Regions from separate parts of the Macaca mulatta genome. Here region 1 is linked to region 2. The links are chromatin contacts, called in public Hi-C maps. All regions are on one chromosome and are shown on one strand. Each heading gives the region's core, a stretch centred on a gene start, on an enhancer-like site or on the middle of the called end of the contact. The rest is flanking DNA. Distances are from core to core; before and after follow the strand shown.

Region 1 (2,927 bases), core at 229-2,728, 140 kb before region 2:
TCAGAAATGGAAACATTTTTCTTCCCTTGAGAATCACAAGGTTATCTTCCGAGGAAAAGAAAAACGCCCCCAGGGAGTTGCCAAGAGTATCCTGGAAATGGGATTTGCTAACATTTTATTTGTAGGGGCCGGAGAATGGTAAATAAAGACAAAGACCTGACCCCTACTGACCTTGTAATCTGCTTTGTTCATTCAAGTATTTCAGTGACCTACTAGGCGTCATGCACTATGCCTATGCCAGGCACTACAAACCAAGGTAGTGAGAACAGAGAGGCCTGGCCACATAATCTATGGAGGTCCAGTGCACAATGAAAATGGGTGACCTCTTTTTTTACCATTAAGATTTTCAAGACAGGACAGCAGGACATTAAAACAACAGTGGGCCCTTCCAGGAGCGGGAGTCCTGTGAGACTGCAGGGGTCTCTCGCCCCTGAAGTCGGCCCTGGAGACAGACATTAAACAAACCCACAAACAAGTGTTTTTGGAGTTTTTTGTTTTTACCATTTGTAGTAAGAGCTAGAAAGGAAAATGACAGGCCGTTTAGAATGAATATTAGGGAGAAATAATTTACACTTCGGAGCCAAGGAAGGACTCTCTACGTAAGCCACATTTAAGTTCAGGCACAAAATGAGTCACAACGGGAGAAACAAGTTCGGCAGAGGAGAGCAGCGAGGGACATTCCGAGAAAACCGAACAGCAAGCAGGAGAACAGGTAGAAAGGGCGAGACGCAAGTTAGAGAGGAGAGAGGGAGTGATGTCCAGAGCTGGGTTCCTGATTCTCTCTAAGAAAAGGAATGAAGAGACAGAAAACCGTGCTGTGTCCAAAGGGTTCCTCCTCTGCAGTCAAAGTTCTAAGGGGTACTCCTGAAGCCAGGCGGGCCCACCCAGGAGGATCCTTGGTTTGTAACCAAGCCCTCGGGATGGGAGGACCGGACCACAACGCTGCTCAGCAAAGGTCTCAGCGGCCAAAGGAATAGGCGGGACGGAGCGATTATGGGTCCATGGGGATGCACAGCAGACCACGGACCACGAGCCAGCTGTCTGAGTGACAGGCGTGCGTCCCTCAGCTAGACAGCGTCCAGGGTCTGGCCGCGCTTAGACCACCCTGGCTCTCTCCTCTACTCCAAACTTGCAGTCCGGCCGGCCGGATGGCTGGTTTCGTCCGGGAATAAGCTTTCCCGGCCTAACTCCGAACGTGCCACATGCCTGCCAGGCCGAAGGAGGCCTAGCAGCGGCCGCACCCTCCTCCTGGGTCTTCCCGGGAGATAAGCGGGGTGCACGGGGCGGGAAGGCAGCTCAGGCGGGGTACGCAGCGCCGCGCCTGGGGAGGGCGGAGCACCCGGCCCCGCTCCGGGCGCTCCCCGCCTGCTGACGCCCCTCACCTTGTCCCAGCGCAGCCACTGGGCCGTCTCCCGGTCCAGCCGGGCGTCCTCGCCTAGACCGCCGCCTTCTGAGGCCGCCATCGCTGAGCTTGCGCTGCCGCGGCGGAGGGAAGTAGGCGGCAAGGTCACTCTTCCGGCCCGGCCCCAAGAGGTGGAGGCGGAGGCAGGGGCGGGGAGAGCCGCGGCGGAGCCAGCCGGTCCTTGGGAAAGTGACGCGCGCCGCGACAGGCACGCCTCCTTGCCTTTTGTGGGTGTGCCACGGGGGGTGGGAGTGAGCGCGGAGGAATTGCGCGGCTGGGGTGAGTTGCTGGAACCTGGCACGAATGAAAGGCTTTGCCTTGGTCTCTGATGCAGCCAGGTTACAGCCAGCCGTGAGTTCCTGCTGCGCGCCAGGCACATGTCAGATGCTGGGATACCAGGAAGTGCACCCAGATAGGGGCCTGAAGATTATGTAGAAATTCAGAAGGTCAAGAACAGCCAGAAAAAAATATTGAAAAAGAAAAACAAAGTGGGAAGACCAGTGGAATATACGATAGAGACCAGAAACAAAAATACACGTGTATGGACAATTTATTTCAGAGGCGGGGCTGCAGAGCACAGGAGGAAACTATTTTTAGGTAATGGTGCTGGGTCAACGGGATATCTACGTAGGGAAAAGAAAAAGAGAAATTGGCCCCCTACCTCTCATCACACACAGCTCTGAATTCCAGATCAATTGTAGCTCTAAGTGTGAAAGGTAGCGTGAAACTTATGGAAACTAACATAGGAGCACATCTTCCTGACGCTGGTATCACCAAGCCATAAAGAAGATGCATACCCATAAGCATAAAAAGGCACGTGCAGGAATATTTCTAGCAGCATTATTTGTAAAAGCCTCAAACTGGAAACAACCCAGATGACCATCGACAATACAATGGATAAATACTTGGTAGTATATCCATACCAACTCATATAAATAAATCATGGCACATTGATACAGCAGTGCAAGTGAACTACTGTTATACACAACATCATGAATGAATCTCACAAACACTGAGTGACGGAGTTCAAAAACCCGCCTCCCCACCCCCAAATACTGGATCATTCATCTGTAGTCCCAGCTACTTGGTGATGGGGGAGCTGGAGGGAGTCCTGAGGAGGGAGGATCGCTTGAGCCTGGGAGGTCGAGGCTGCAGTAAGCTCTGATTATGCCGCTGTTCTCCAGCCTGGGAGACAGAGGGAGACCCTGAAAAAAAAAAAAAAACCAACCGAAATATATAAAATTATAGGGAGAGGGAACAAATCAGTGATTTTCAAGAGCTGGGGGTGGGGGGAGGGGTTGGCTACCAAGGGCACAACGGAATTTGAGGGAGTTGTGGAACTGTCCCGTATCTTGATTGAGTTCGGGGTTTACGTTTATCAAAACTCATAGAACTAGGATATAAAGGGTAAAGTTCACTGTATGTAAGTTATATCTTTTTTTCTTAAGTTTTAAGATTAAAAACTAAAAAGGAGGCAAAACTAATCTATGGATGTCAGGGGAGTAGTAGCTTTGCGAAGGAGGGA
Region 2 (2,912 bases), core at 265-2,764:
CTGTAGTGTAGTGGCCTGAGCTTCCGTCACCGGCAATTCCCACATCAACGCAATGTTTGTAATAATAGTCTCGCAGACTGCGTGGAGGGCTCGGTGAGAGAATAAATAGTTCTTTGAAAACTAGAGGCTATCAGTCACCTCAAGGATGAGACCCATCCTGTGAAAACCCACAGCCCCCATGCACCCCCTTTTCTTGCTGGTGTTGAGTATTTGCTCAAGTCCTGCCCTCATTTCCTTCAACCAAATGCTTGATGGCCCAGTAACAACAGTCCCTACAGGGCAGTAAAGAGGAACTATTCAGAGAGCGCCTCTGAGTCCTATCAATGCTTGTGAAGATGATTCAACATCAAAAAACACTTCTGACCTCTTAGCGTGTGCTGTCTGTCCTCCATCTAGGCGCTGAGGGCACAGCAGCGAGCAAACACAATGACAATGAGATAATTACAATTTATCATGGTGGCCCAGACATTGTGGGTTTACTCCCTGGCCTCTAATAGTCACCTCGCAGAGCTGATGTGAGGATGTGAGGAGATAATAAGTACCTGGGCACCTAAAGATCTACTTTGCAGGAGTATGCGCAAGGTGCAATACAGGAACACGATTTTAAACAAAGGTGTTGCTCCTGAAAATACATAGAGGTATCTTCCCCATAGGAGCAGCTTAAATGCAAACAGAGGAAGAAATTTAAGTTATTTATCTTTTCTGCTAGTTTTCAAACAACAGAACGTGACGTCCAGCACAGCATTACTCCCTAGACCTGCAACCGAGGGGAATGCTAGCTGGATAGACATGCCAACAGCGAAAAAAGACTGGGCTCACTCCAGTGCTGGCCGCTTCTGGCTGTCCAGTGCTTCTCGGGGCGAGCTCCGTCTTTCTCTTCCCACGCCCGCCTAGTCCCAGCTCCGGAGGAAGGTTGCACCCGGGCGACCCTTCCCCAGCCCCGGGCTCCCGCGTAATCACCGCCGGGCTTGGAAAGGAAGCGGGCGTAGCAAGTAGAGGCAGGGCCGGGCCACGGTGGGCGGGGCACTAGGGCGGGGCTATAGCCTAACTGCACCGCCCAGGCTGCTGCTGGGTTTGGAAAGGAAGCGGGAGTGGTAGGGAGAGGAGGGGTCAGGCTGAGCTGTGGGCGGGGAAACGGGCGGGGCCATGGATGGAACACGTGCCTTCTTAGGTGGAGTCCGGGGCGCGGCAAGGAGAGGCGGGGCCAAGCTGAGGTGGGTGGAGAAACGGGGCGTGTTCATGGCCTAGCTGCGCCGCAGATGCTGCTGCCTGGTTTGGAAAGGAAGCGGGATTGGCAGGGAGAGGCGGGATCAGGCTGAGGTGGGCGGGGAGTCGGGGGCGGAGCCATGAGTGGGCCTCGTGCCGTCTTAGGTGGAGCTCGGGGCGCGCGGGAAGAGGCGGGACCCAGCCGAGGTGGGTGTGGTGTGTTGGGGCGGGGCCATGGTGGGCGGGGAGGGGCGGGGCCATGGCGGGGCGGGGTTCGCCGCTCCCTGGGGCCGAGCCCAGCCACTCGATCAGCCCGCCGGCTCCGGAGCGGCTCTGCCTTCCCGAGCGCCGGACGCGGCGCCCTGGGGAAGGAGGGCGAAGCGACGCGGCGATGGCTCTGCGGGCACTCCCGGGGTCCGCCGTCCTAGCCGCTGCTGTCTTCGTGGGAGGCGCCGTGAGTTCGCCGCTGGTGGCTCCGGGTGAGTGTCCGGTAGGAGCCGGGGCGCCGGGTGCTGAATCGGTTCCCGGGAGCGCGGAAGGAAGCGAGGGGGTCGGGACGGCAGCCCTGCGGCGCTCCGAGGAGCCTGCTTTCTCGCACAGCCTCGGGATCCTGGCGCTGAACAACTGGCTGTCCCGGGGCGGTCCGGGCAGGGCGCGGTGCGTGGCAACGGCTCTCGTCCCTCCCCTCCCGCCGGCCCCGCTCCCGCCTTCCCTCCCCGGGGCCTCCGCCGAGGGTCTGTGTCCCCCAGCCCTGAGCTGTGCGGGGCGTAGGGACCAGGGCTTCCTCGGGGGCGCTTCCTTCACGGCCGCGCGCCTCGGAACCCCGCGGACCCCTTTCCCACCGCCCTTGTCCTCAAAGGCTCCGGGAGCGGAAGATCGTGACAGAGAGCACCGGGTGCGCTGTCGGCGCCTCCTTCTCCCTTTTAAATACCTTAAAATATCCTAAAACCTAGAGGACTTGAATCTCTTTCCAAGTTTCCATTTATTTTGGTAGTTGATGGATTCTTGTAACAGGTCAAGGAGTTCACATTTCTTCCCATATATCCTGTAGAAATCAGGCTCGGAAAAAGGGAAGGCGCGTTGGTAAACTTAAATATTTTTCTTCTTTGTGTTGATTCCTGTCGTCACAAAAGGAACCTTGTGTGGTCAGGGCAGGAAGCCACCAGCAGAGATGCTAAAGTGTCACCAACGATGAAGCAGTTTTTAATTGAAATCAATCTTAAGAGGAGGTATAAGTTTTATGGAAGTCCTATGTCATATCCTTGCTTTTATAACTGCAGACACTAGGGATTCCTTACCACCGCTTCTCCTCTTAATTGCCACCTAACAGCCTCAGTTAAAAAAAAAAACAAAAAAAACCCACAGACCTGCTTGGCCGTTTGGGGTTACTACAGATTGGAGTCTGACGTCAGCAAGCTCTTCCAAGCTTGATTTCAGGGGTGGCTCCTCTTCAGGTCCAAATAATAAGCAACTAGAAGCCTTTCAACAGTGACTGTCTCCTCCATAAACATCCATAAACTCTTCCTCCTGAGAACATTTCGGTCGCTTAAAACTTTTACACTGACTTAGCAGTTTGGCCTTCACTTTTTCATAGAAACCAGAGCAGGTTTGGAAGGGAACGAGATAGGTAGTATTGTCTCCTGAGTATTTTTAGGAGGCCCGTATTTCCGTTAGCCATCCACCTGGGGAAATGGCAGCTAGTGACA

The links. Hi-C and Micro-C count contacts between places; a contact is called where the count stands out from the background.
Region 1: a Hi-C map of fetal cortical plate shows a contact between it and region 2, with 2.0 times the contacts expected there. The contact joins the promoter of PGM2 here to the promoter of RELL1 in region 2. A contact is called at or near these places in 2 of 14 Hi-C or Micro-C datasets (fetal cortex germinal zone and fetal cortical plate).

The regions. Positions count from the first base shown.
Region 1 is chr5:37,050,409-37,053,335 of T2T-MMU8v2.0, reverse strand. PGM2 (phosphoglucomutase 2) reads right to left here and starts at 1,478. Exons shown (of 14, transcript XM_015138198.3): 1 at 1,383-1,478. The coding sequence starts at 1,463.
Region 2 is chr5:36,908,107-36,911,018 of T2T-MMU8v2.0, reverse strand. It overlaps RELL1 (RELT like 1), which reads left to right and starts at 1,514. Exons shown (of 7, transcript NM_001193775.2): 1 at 1,514-1,685. The coding sequence starts at 1,598.